3 separate regions of the Mus musculus genome follow, and all the other regions are linked to region 1. Evidence: chromatin contacts called from public Hi-C and HiChIP or PLAC-seq data. All regions are on one chromosome and are shown on one strand. Each heading gives the region's core, a stretch centred on a gene start, on an enhancer-like site or on the middle of the called end of the contact. The rest is flanking DNA. Distances are from core to core; before and after follow the strand shown.

The links. A called contact is a pair of places that touch in the nucleus more often than the background predicts. HiChIP or PLAC-seq counts read pairs in DNA pulled down with a chosen protein or histone mark.
Region 2: a contact with region 1 is called in a Hi-C map of B cells, with 8 read pairs. The contact joins the promoter of Ppp2r5a here to the promoter of Traf3ip3 in region 1. A contact is called at or near these places in 1 of 39 promoter capture datasets (pre-B cells), 2 of 484 Hi-C or Micro-C datasets (B cells and CD4 T cells) and 1 of 115 datasets of contacts at active chromatin or transcription factors (thymic regulatory T cells).
Region 3: a contact with region 1 is called in an H3K4me3 HiChIP or PLAC-seq map of pro-B cells, with 4 times the contacts expected there. The contact joins the promoter of Cr1l here to the promoter of Traf3ip3 in region 1. A contact is called at or near these places in 1 of 39 promoter capture datasets (embryonic stem cells) and 2 of 115 datasets of contacts at active chromatin or transcription factors (large pre-B cells and pro-B cells).

Annotation. Positions count from the first base shown.
Region 1 is chr1:193,199,970-193,203,979 of GRCm38.p6, forward strand. It overlaps Traf3ip3 (TRAF3 interacting protein 3), which reads right to left and starts at 1,577. Exons shown (of 16, transcript NM_153137.4): 1 at 1,326-1,577; 2 at 924-1,029.
Region 2 is chr1:191,394,212-191,398,600 of GRCm38.p6, forward strand. Ppp2r5a (protein phosphatase 2, regulatory subunit B', alpha) reads right to left here and starts at 2,830. Exons shown (of 13, transcript NM_144880.4): 1 at 2,025-2,830. The coding sequence starts at 2,205.
Region 3 is chr1:195,128,980-195,133,121 of GRCm38.p6, forward strand. It overlaps Cr1l (complement component (3b/4b) receptor 1-like), which reads right to left and starts at 2,591. Exons shown (of 10, transcript NM_013499.2): 1 at 2,209-2,591; 2 at 851-1,030; 3 at 168-267. The coding sequence starts at 2,326. It overlaps Gm32313 (a long non-coding RNA gene), which reads left to right and starts at 2,465. Exons shown (of 3, transcript XR_865921.3): 1 at 2,465-3,979.

The sequences.
Region 1 (4,010 bases), core at 327-2,826:
GATATAAAAATATTGTAGTTATCATGGCTGGCGCTGAATACTGAAAACTTGGTGCTGTGAATCAAATGCCCCAGGGAACGCCAGACTGTAGGACAGAGAATGATCAATTTTGCCCTCTGACTCCCCTACTCCCACTCTCAGTTCTGAACAGGGCTTGTAGCTCCATCTTGGAATAATTTTACTGTGGTTCCTGTAGTCTCTGAGTTTGGGTTACAAGGACAAAACACTTCTGTGTGGTCTGGATGTAATCATCAACTCAATTAGGTCAGACAGGAAGTCAAAGAACAGGTAGGTGAAGAAAGGAGATGCCATTATAAGTGTGAGGGCTTAGGCTCCCCACTGTGGGACTTACCAGAGGGAGCTCCCAGGTTCCCTACCTTCCAGACGGGAAGAAGAAAGGTCTGAGGGGTTGAGAACAGGTCTGTGAGGATGTCTCTTCCTGTTCTCCATCTATTGTCTGTAGGGCCACTGAAATATGGCTATTTTACTCTCTGCATCATTAGGTCTTAATGCTTAGGAAGTTGCAATAGGAATGGCTCCCTAGAGAGAGGAGTGTCTCCAAACCCATAGCCTTCTACACCTCCTGGGGTGTGGCGTGACACCTGTATGGAACCACACAGCCTTCTAGGATGGTGGGATCATCCTGGCTTGCTTTAACGCAAGTAGGCTATGGAAAGTCTGATGGACAGGGACAGGCTATAGAAAAAAAGGAACTGGTCCTGTAGTTCAGAAAAAGGTCACAAGGCCACTGCCCAGGATTTCTGTAGTTTCTGAGGTACCCCTGGCCAACATGAAAGGGCCTAGTTAGAGCTCGGAGGAAGGGCTAGTACTGGCTAGGGAAGGCTCTCCTTCCTGCACAGGAAGACAGCAGCACACTGCCCCTCAACTACAGACATGTTGACTTGCCACAGTTTTGCACCTACCTCCTGGCTGTGTATGCAGAGGAGATGATGGGTGGCTTCCTACACGAATCTGGCCTTCTTAGTTCAGAGTTCTCAGCGGGAGCTGAAGAGCCTGTTACAGGGATCCCTACATTGAAGGGATTGGGAAAAGTCATTTAATTTGTGTTATGGATGCAGAGCACACCAACACCAAGCCATGCAACTCACACCTAACCGAAGCCATCAGACGGAGCAGAGCTGGGAGCCATACCCTGTGGTTGCCTGAGGTCTCTAGCACAGGATGTTTTTTTGTCATACAAGCCCCATCGAGTACATTCTACCACCTGCTGCTACGCAGGAGGCTGGCATGGCAGAGCGTATTCTGCCCCACCCTAAGTCAGCAGATCCAAACCAAGATCCCAAAGCATCTTCCTCCACAGTTACCTCAAGTCCCAGGTTCTGTCTCAAGTGTCTCAGGAGAGCCTTCAGCCCTTTCTTTCTAGGTCTCTCTGGTCTCAGAAGGCTGGGGAAGCTGTCAAGCCGAGTTTCTGAAGAAGTTTCTAAACCCCCTCACCATTTTCTTCTTATACTGACGTTATTTTCGCACAGCAGCATGCTGAAACAGGAAACACAAGCCACAGTGTTCACAAACCTCAGTTCCTCTCCTTGCCCTTAGCAATTTGAGAGGGCCCCTGCACTCTTGGGGCCTCCAGGGCTGGTGAGGAAGTCCACCCAGGCACCCACTCTCCAACTACCTGATTGGTCTGCTCTCTGGCAGTTTCAGCCCAGTATTCACTTCCTCTGGTTGGTGCTGTAGCTCGGTAGGTAGAGTGCTTACTTGCCTAGCAAGCACAAAGCCCTAGACTCCACCCCCAGCATTAAAAGCCAGACCTGAAACCCCGGCATTCAGGAAGTAGAGGCAGGAGGACCAGGAGGTCAAGATCATCCATATTGAGTTCAAGGCTAGCCTGAGCTACATGAAACCCTGTTTAAAAAAAAATGTTTTTCTAGGACTACACAGGGATGAATTCTGGGCCATATCTATACCTTGCCACTTCTGTGGTAAGACCCAGGAGGGATGTTTCTCATACCATCTAGCTGTTTGGAGTCTCTTTTTCCCAATACTGGCATTGGGTAGAGTCTCCTGTGGTCTGAAGGATCTGTGTGTTTTGTGGAGTTCCAGATCCTTGAGGGCATCCTGGATTCATGTCTTTATGAGGCAGTGTGGAGGGGTGAAATATGGAGGGCTAGAGGGCAGAAGGCAGGTAGCCAAAAGAATCTGAAAAATCCCAGTGAATTGAACTAAGAAATTTTGGGAAAAATTAAAGAGAACTGATACATTAAAAAGAAACTTACAAATGGGAAATCCCAGAGCAACTCAGGATAGATAAACAGGAAACTGAGTTTGTACAAGTTCAAGGACTGCTCTGCAACCTTCTGAACAAGCCACTCAGTATGGAGACTATACAGTTCGAAATGTGTGAGGCAGGTGTGAGACAGGTGTGAGGCAGGTGTGAGACAGGTATGAAGCAGGTGTGAGGCAGATAATGATATATTCAAGTAGCTAGGATAAGTTTTGTTAACATGGAGAACTTATCACAGTCCTCTTCATGACTGCTATTTCCTCATTCTCTTAAGAGAAAAAGTCAAGAAGTAGGCAGGAAGGAAGCACGCAGGCCAGATTCTTATACTAGAACCCAGACCAAGGAGGCTCCTAGGGTGAGAAATACCCGAGAACACAGGGAGACAGGAGATTGTATCAGAATTGCCATAGATCCTTTTGGACTTTATTAAAAACTATATAGAAATGTATACAGAGATCAAATTCTTATCTATGGCTGGGTACTCTTTGGGTGCTATACTCATGCTACTGGGACTAATGTTAATGCAAGTTCAAAGTCACATAGCATGGGTTCATGAGTACATGGGTACATGAGTGCATGAGTGCATGGGTGCATGAATACATGAGTGCATTACCAGCCCAAGTAATTTATTCTAGAATAAAGCTCCAGGTACTTTTATTAGTCTACTAGTGGTATCTATCTATCTATCTATCTATCTATCTATCTATCTATCTATATGCTGTGGTTTGGATCCCCCAAAGTTCCACATCTCAGAGCCTAGCTCCCCACCTCAGCACTGCTGGAAGGTGCTAGAATCTTGGGAATGGGCTTATTGGGAGGCAGTTAGACTGTTGGTAGTGTGTCCTCAGAGGGGAGAGTCCATCTAGGCTCTTCTCTCCACTTTTTACTTTCTAGTCATGAGGTGAGCTTTTGCCCTATCACGAAGTTCTGCTCTGCTGTTCACCTCATCACAGGCCTGGAAACGTCTGAGGTAACTGATCATGGAATGAACCTTCCAAACTTCTCTCTTCATAACTTATTTTTTGGGGGAGTTTGTTAAGGCGAGGGAAAGCTGATTGACAAACCTTGAGTCTGTCAGGAGGTCTGGGGTAGGCAAACTGTTGTTAGTCTTTCGAAGACTTTGCTCTTTAGTCTTTCAAGGATTTTGCTGGTCACTTTTAAATCAGATGTCCACACATCTCAGAGGTGGTCCAACATCCAGTCATTGGGTGGGAGCAATAGTATTCATCCCCTACATTTACAAGGTTGTCTGCTATGCTACATGGAGCTAGTTGCAGTCCACATCTGTGGCAGATCAGGCACTCAGCCCTCTGTGGGGTCTGTGTGGGCCTTGTTGGTGGAGTGTCATTTAGACATAAAAATCTCGGTTTTCTGTATAAGAAGGGTTCACGGTAGACAAGATCTGTGTTTGTTGTATAGATTCTGTGAGGTGACTGCCTGTTATCAAGAACTATTTACTATCCATCCAACTTGCATGAGGCTGAGTTTCATCTGTAGTACCACATAAATTGATCATGGTGGTGTATACATATAATCTCAGAGCTCTGAATGTGGAGGCAGGAAGATTAGGAGTTCAAGGTCATTCCTTGCTGCATAGGGAGTCTGAGGCCAGCCCATATACCCTACATGAAAAAAAATTACATTACAGCCAGAGCCACAACCTTGTACAAAGCCCATTGCAACCTCACACACACAGTCATATGCATGCCACATACACACGTATATATCTAGTAACACATGCACATGTGTGTGGGCATGTACACAC
Region 2 (4,389 bases), core at 1,580-4,079, 1.8 Mb before region 1:
AACTGAAAAGGTTGGATTGTTTTGTTAATCTTACTCAGAGTCTGTTTCTAACAAAACTCCTTGGCACCTTTCCAGTTCAGATGCATGTGGACAAAGTGTAAGCAAGCAGGTTGGTTGATATAAAATACTTGAAAGATCTTGGATGCCCATGGATATCTGAATCACTCCACAACCAGTGAGATTGTATTTCAGAGCAGTTAAGAAAATTTCTCTTTCATACGAAAGGGTTTTCTGCTGTTGTTTTTGCTAAAACCCACAACTGGGGGAAAATACTACTGACAGAAAAAACTCTCAACACGGTGGTATCAAGGGCACTGCCAAAGCACCAAGTAAGACAACTCCATTAAAAAAAAAAATCACTTTTCAAGCATTTTGACAACTGGATTTAAAGCAGTTTTTCCTGAGGATTTTATTTTCAAGTAAAAAGTTTTACTTCCTCAATCGAATCTGCATCAGTTTATCATGAATAATACCTTATGGGGAACACTATACACGCAAATTTCAATTTCTTTCTACTACTGACCAAATTCTGTATGTGAAAACATTGGCAGTTCCTGCTACATCTTCAACCAAACATCAGGTAACTTTGAGTCTGATTACTGATTCTGTGGATTTCTGTCCGTCTTAAAGGCAAAATCTACTACAGAGGCATCTCAAGACTAACCAGATGTTTAAAATTCAATTACTAGCAGAGGAACTAAGAAGTACAACACTAAGAAGAAGAAAACCACGTTAGCAAATTAGATACATAAGAAAAATGCTAGTATCGAGACTTCAAACTAAAATTAACAGGATAAACTAATGAAAAACAAAGGATAAAATAACTCTTAATTAAGTATAAAAGCTTAAACCTCTGAGTAGCAATTCACTATCCTAACAGGTAGGACAGAGTTATTTTAGGCTATGGCTGCACTCCACTGACAGTGCTGTATCAATTTGAACAATTCTAGTATGGTAAAGAGCAATAAAGCAACAAATGAGACACCACACACCTAACATAAACTATTTTCAAAAGTCTGTGTGATTCTACCAGTGGTATATCCTTAATTCAGAAGCACCCCGAGAGGCAGATGTAGAGTTTAAATGGGGTTCCAAGCTGTTGCTGGTCAACTGTTGATTTGATCTAGGGTTTTCTTTACACTCCTTGCCAAACTAAGTCAGGATTCATAGACTCAAAGACAAATCACAACCAGATTGGCCTTGAAAGGGATGCTGGATCTTTGTCAAAAGAATTGAAAAATCTGCTGATCATTTATCTATTTTGGCATGAGCCTTTCTTTTATTTCTTGGCCTTGTGACTCATTCTCTAGGTTTCTATCAGGTTGCAAAGAATTTCTTAAATATCTAGGAACATAAACATCTTTTCCATTAATGACATCTAGCTCATAAAATGCAAAGACGTAAAATTATTAAATTAAAAGCCAGTAATTCTCAAAGAATAAGCAAGAACGCCAGTAAACAACTCATGAAAAGCCTCCAAACCGGGTGAGAAAAGAGAGCCAAAAGGAGTGCCAAGCACTCCTGCGAGGCATTAGGCACGGATACCAATCTGAATTACTTACAAAACCTTACAAAGTCCTTGGAAGCATAGCCGCGCTAACCAAGTTCCCGTTCCACGGCAAAGAAATTACTCTTCCTTCATAACCTCTCCAAAGACAATCGAGGTCTTCTGAGGTATAACATTTACGTCTAACGAGACAGTAAGATCTGTCACCTGGTCCCGGTTTTAAGCTAGTTCTATATAGCTACGTCTAAAGGCCAGCTAACTCGGCAGCAGTTTGTTTGGACCCTGGATGTGACAACTGAGGGACAAACAGAGAAAGAGAAGAACTAGCTAAGCTTGGAGAAAACCAGGGTTGAGGCTCAGCGAGGCAGGGAGTCGAAAGACTGGACGAGGGAAGGGAGCGCAGGTACCTCTGGGGACCCTGAAATCGCCAAGGCAAGGGCAGGCGGGGCAAGCGCGCAGGTGGGAAGGGGAGTAGGGCTTGCCCCGGGAGCGCGGGCCAGGGGCGGCCGGGGGTTACCTTTGAGCTGGGGCAGGGGGTGCAGCTCCGCCTGGCTGCCCTGGCTGCGGAACTGCGACGAGCCCTGAGAGCGCTTCTGCCTCTGCGCCTTGCGCACCGATTTCCGGGTGAAGCCGTCCACTTTCTCCGAGGCCGAGATGGCGGCGCAGGCAACTGGTGCGGGCGGCGACGGCGACGACATCTCGGCGACCCGGGCGATCGGCGCCTCCCGCGGCGGCTGGCCCGGGCAATCGGCGGGGGACGGGCACGGCGGGCCTGCGCCCCTGCGCCCCGGGCCCCGGCCGCGCCGCCCTCGCGCTCCGCGAGCTGCTCCTCACCCGACAGCGCCTCACGGCCGCATCCCCGCGCCGCGCGGCCGCCTCCCGGGGCTGGCGGAGGGGAGGGCGGGGGCGCGCGGGCCGCACAAGTTGCTGACGCCCGGCGACGAGGGCGGGCGGAGGCGAGCCCGAAGTTTGGACGGCTGGGGCGAGCGCGCGGGTGCGGACGCCGGGCGCGCCTCGCGGCCCCTTAGCGCGCGGAGTCCGGACAGGTCTTCAGCGGCTGCCGCCCGCGCTGTCCGCCCGGCCGGGAGCCTCCTCCCGGGGCGCTTCCATCGCGGGTCCGCGCGAGCCGCTGCCGAGCGCTCGTTCTCCTGTCAGCGATGGCCCCTCATCGCCCGGGGCGGCCACCCGTACCCCGATCCTTGGATCCTTGGATCCCTGGAGCGTCGCCCTCGCTCAGCCTCCCGCGCCCACCGGCCGCCCACGGAGCACGCCCGGGAAGCAACTGCTACAACTTGAGAGGGTGGCTGGTTCGGGTGAGGGGGGACTCGGTGCGCGTGCGTGCGCGCTCCCGCGGCCCGGGGGAGGTCCTCGCGGGGGGTGGAGGAAGGAGTTTGACTGACAACTTCCGCGGGGTCCCACTAGCCTCCGGAGTCTCCGGAGGGGGCCGGGGCGGGAAAGCATGCCAGTGCCCTCGGCCAATCGCAGGGCTAAGCGGCAGACGGGGGTGGGGGCGTGGCCTCCCGGCTGTCTATCAAGAGTCCATAGCTGGGTGGGAGGGAGGGGCTACGTGACAGACGCGGGCCACAACCAATCGCAAGTGAAGGCAGTGAGCGGGGTGCCTTGTGCGTCACAACTGTAAAGGAAAGCTCTCGGGAGGGAGAAAGGGGAAACGCCGCGCCGCTGTCGGCTCTTGTGTACGCCTGCGCTAGGCTCCAGGCTGGGATTGTTCTCCAGACAGCGCGTTAAGAGGGAAACTACACAGGCAGCTCAGAAAGCAGAAGAGCGTCCTCCCTCTCTTTGCGCCCTGCTTACCAATGAGAACATGAAGCGAGGGCCGGGGTGCCCAAGAACACCAAGCATTGCGTCAGTCGAACGGGGGCGGGGCCAAGGTCGTGTCAGAGCAACGTGATTGACAGGCGAAGGAGCCCCGGGAGAGAAATGAGCTTGTCCAATCGGAGCGCGGGGCTACGTTCTTGGGCGGGCCTTCTCCTCTCCGGTCCTAAACCGCGTAATTGGTGGTTGGGGAGTCCATTTGTAGCTCCCGAGGTCTTGGCGCCGCGGTTCGCTGATCGCTGATCTCGCGTGGGGTTTGGGCAAGCTCGTCTCTACCACTTCAGAGAGCTCTGCAAGTCTAGGCCCTCTGAAAAGAAGTTTCCCGTTTCGAACTTAGCCCAAGTTTAACCTCTTCTGCTGAGGCCCTTCAGTCATCTGTAGTCAAGTTCAGATTAGCTGATTTGGGGAATCTCTTCCTAAGAGATTCCGTCTAAGTTTTATATTTAAAGCCAAGAACTGCTCATGTTAGCTTTGGGCATCCGTATGATGCTTCAACAGAAAGTGATCCCGCCTGCCCATAGTGCCCCCTTTGCTCTGCAGTCTCTTCTGCAAGTCCCACACCTTTTCCTTTTGACATAAAAACGGAGGTTAAGTAGGCTGGCCTAATGCTTGAGGAGGATCGAGAAGTATGCAAAAGTAGAGTTCTAAACCTACACTCAAAACATTTGCTTAACCAAATTATATAACAACAGAAGAATGTATAACGGAAATATGGTGTGTATACACATATTTTTCCACCATAAAGAACGAAATAACATGTAGGAAAATAGGTCCAACTGGAGATAATCATATTAGGCTGAATAAGCCAGTTTCAAAAACATAAATATCTTGTTTCCTTTTGCTTGCGATTCCTAGATTTTACATAGGTACATTAAATCAAGAATTTGCGAAATAAAAGCTAAGCATAAGAAGTTGTCCAAGGGAATTAAAGGGATTAATGGAAGGGGAATATGTTTGATGTACAGAAAAGACTTGTATGAAATTTCTAATATAAAATTAAATATAAAAAATAAAAAGTTGTATACAGCCTTCCCAGTCAAAGAGGCTCA
Region 3 (4,142 bases), core at 1,341-3,840, 1.9 Mb after region 1:
CATATTTAAAGTCTTAAGTTCAATCTGTAGCACAAACACAACAAAACACAACACAAACAAAAACCAAATAAGGAAGTAATAGATTAGATGTCTTTCCTGAGATTTGACTAGAAAGTAGTACTGCTATTCCAGAACTCTTGAATGAAGAGATGTTGTTGCCAACTCACCCTTGATTACAAGTATAATTAATACGGGATCCAAACTGAATGCCTGTGTGTACATGTACCAAGCCATTCTCAGGATCTGAAGGAGTTTTACATTGTTTTCCTATGAAAAAGAAACAGAATTTTGGAACCAAGTACAGTAAACTGAACTTTCTGTAGTTTATGAATTTCTAACCTGATTATAACTTACTGTAGAATATATATATTTGTAATACTTCAAAGTTTTTGCCACTTTGGGGAAATTCATCAGACACTAGCTTCCAAAAGAACTCTCATCCAAGTTTTTTCTTATTTTCACACAGTGGCTCCCTAAAACATGAAGCATTCTTCTAAGTATTCTAATTTATTGGCCTTAAAGTCTGAACATTTTTCATCTCTTAGTTATTAAATACACTTTGTTTCAGAATCATTACTTAATGACACTTGTGCAAAGTTAGACACCCTAAGTGAAATATTCTGATGATATTTTCTCTTAAGCATGCCCTGTGACAATCATTCTTATTAAATTTATTAACAATTGAGAAGACAGAATCACAGTTAAAAAGACTTGACTGACAAGAATGATGATCCACATGTACTATATACCTTAGATAAGATTACTAATAATGAGTCATAATCTAAAATCCAGACAAACTGAGGCCGACTCTACTATTTGGCACAAAGGAGCCTCTTCTGCAGTTACTCACGTATACACTTATCTTCAGCACTCGTCCAGGTTGAGTCTTGTTTGCAGGTGATAGAGAACTGCCTCTTGATATATCCTGGGAGACATTCATACAACAAATATGTTCCAATGGGAAACATGGATTCATCAGTTAGATTTATAGGTTTGGCAGAAGGAAGCTGTGATGGGGCTGGGCAGTGACCTGTTGAATGAGACACAGCAACATTACATTGGATAAAAGAACTTGCATCATCCCTCATACTCTCAGTTCTCCAGCTAGCTACAATGGACCATGCATGATCCTCCTCTCTGGCACTCAGGAATGGATCAGTACTATGGTCAACGGGGAAAAAATAATATAATTTAAAAAATGAAACTGCATTTCATTTTGTTAATGTACTTTCCAATACATATTTTGATTTAACTTCTAGACTCAGTTATTTTCTTTTAAGTCTTAGCAGCATTAATTATGTGGCAGAGAGAGTCAAATAATATGTAACCAATAACTATATGTTGGAAAAAAATCATTTTCATTTAACTTTGGAAATACAATAAAAAACAAACAATGCAAAAGACTTCAAGGAAGTCTTTCTCTTAGAAAGTTCTGATTAAGGAGAAAGGAAAGGGAAATTAGAACTTTCATGGTGGGTAAAATGGGCACTCTATTTTGTTCTTAACCATCAGTAAAATTTAATATGTAAATTCTACAGTCTTTTCTACTTGCAAATATTTCATTGCACCTTGAGGCTTGCTAGCTTTTCAAATCTTACCTTGGAGTGGGAGTGGAAGGACCTTCCTTAAAGTGGAAGCTCAAGGGAGTTAATGAGGATTTGGGGTGGGAGATAAAGTACACAGTCTCACTGTGTGAAAACTGTATCCCTGGGCCTGTTTGTCTAGGCCTTCGGAGAAAGTGCATAGGGAATGTCTCAAGATAGAAATAAATTAAGGAGCTGAAATTGGGTTAGATATTTGATGGCACCTATTAAATACCAATACCACGAAAGACATCAATATCTCCATTTCACAGATAAGGAAACACAAAAATATTAACTTTCCTCATAACCAAATTCTAGGATTAGAAATTGCATCTCTCAATATTCCTGCAACCCCCTGCTCCCCACACCGTTTCTCTCACTACATTCAGCACAGAAAAGCACAGCGTACAGCTAATAAAGACAAGCAGCTGGGAGACCACGCGTTCCTGCCGGCTGCGTACGACCCAAGATCTGGGTAGAGGGCGCCCCACGCTCACCCATGGGAAAGGGGCGCTGAGCACTCACAGGCAGCCCAGACCAGCGTTGGAGTCTGCGCAGAGCCTATTTACCGCGGGTTCCCGGTGAACCGTGTGTCCGTGCTTCCCCAGGCCTCCCCGCAGCTCACCCAAAGTAAATGGCAGCAAGAACAGCAGCAAAACTTCTAGCTTGACTCCTCCCCGGCCGAAGGCTACAAGGAGCCACACCGGATCCAGAGGCTCTGAACTCCGAGAAGAGACCTCCATTCCCCTCACACCGTTCTCAAACAACGTTTTACGGCAAATGGTGTAGAAAGCAGTCCCACCCAGAAATGGCGCTGGGTTCCGGAATAAAACTTCCTCTAGCTGGGCTAGGCGCGGTCTTGTTTACTCCAAGCCCCTGGGATTTCTGTGGAATTACCCTTGGGAGATTGATTCAGCAATGCAGAAACTGGTTCAATACCTAGTAGGTCAGCTCCAGGAAGTTTTCCACTTGCAGGAACCTTCGACTCCAAAGAAAACAAGGCATTATGGGAACTCGGTTTGCATATAGCCCGGCCTTACTCCTTTTAAAAATCTGCAAGGGTGGAGCCTAACCCTAATCTGCAACAGTGAGCTGACAGTTGCATACCCTGTCTAGTATACAGTAAGAACCTATTTCCTTATGATGAATTCGGATGTAACGTGCCGCTGGAAACAAAAAATGAAAGGTAAAAACCATAGCTCTCATCTTAAAAGGATTAGGAGTTTATTCTGAAGCCATTTTGAGTGATCATGACCCTGGAACAATGATATGGTCACCCCAAATTTCATGGAAGCAGTTTCATAAAGTTTTTGTGGTTTTACAGAGCAGAGAAAGTCACAAATTAAGGCAAGTTTAAAATATATTGTTGGGTACATACAAGAAGCAGGTAGTGGAAGCTTTTCTATAGGCTCAGGATGACTCTAATGGCACTCGGCTTTTGTATTGGTAGAAGCTAGTTGCCTGATAAGTCAGTAGATTCTAAAAGGTTGTTTGTGGTTTTGTTTGTTTGTTTGTTTGTTTGTTTTGTATCTATTGTATCATGATGTTAGTTCTGACTTAGCCCAAGATAAGGTAATTATTGGTCTCTGGACCAGCAAAATTGCAATCTCTCCAGAGTACTGAAATTCTAATCAGCCAATAGTCTTTGCAGAAACAGTTAACTTTCAGGAATTTCCTTTCACAGTCAGACGCAGTTTCTTTCCGGAAGTTTTTGTTCACAACCATGTCAGTGCTATTCAGCCTAGACCAGGATAGTGCAGTAATGAATCAGGGAGCGAAGCCAGGCCTTGCCATCATCCAAGTGAGATTTGATGGCAGATGAACAATTAATAAGTTTTCAGAAATGGAATAAACAGGATTTGCACTGAATTTTAATTCCTTTCTTAATACTAATGAGAGAGAGAGAGAGAGAGAGAGAGAGAGAGAGCCCTACTCAGAGATTGGTGGTAGTGCTTCTAGAAATAACAAATATAAAGAGCCAAGTTTGGGGAATAGAATTAAGAACTCAAATATTCCAAGAGAGAAATAGGACATGCGAACAAACATGTCCACATTCTGTTTTCAGAACCTGTGATAGGTACTTTATACGGCAGGAAAAGAAATGGCTAATTAAATTAAATCAAGAACATTTAAGTGGGGAGGTAATCCTGTCTGCCAAAGTGGGCTTAATAACCCTAAGGAACCTTACAGGAACATAGTCCTAAATCAGAGAGGAAGAACAATGAGGGCAGAGATCAAAGTTGCTGCCTCCAGAGAGCAAATGATAGCAGCCTCTAAAATGTGGAACAAATAAGCAGATTCTTCCCCGAAGCTTTCATATGGAACCAGTCCTGCTAGCACTTTGGATTTAGAATTTAAGTTATTCTCGAAAAAGTATGGAAGAAGTTATATTGCAGGTAAGTATACTTTCTTGCACCATATGCTATCAGAATACACTGCTATCCCCACATTGTTTGGAGGTTACATTTTAGCATCCACTTTCTTCCCTGAGTCCTTGATGGGTTTAGCTCCTGGCTGATATTTACTTCCAACAATGCTCCTCTTCTCTCACTCCTCATT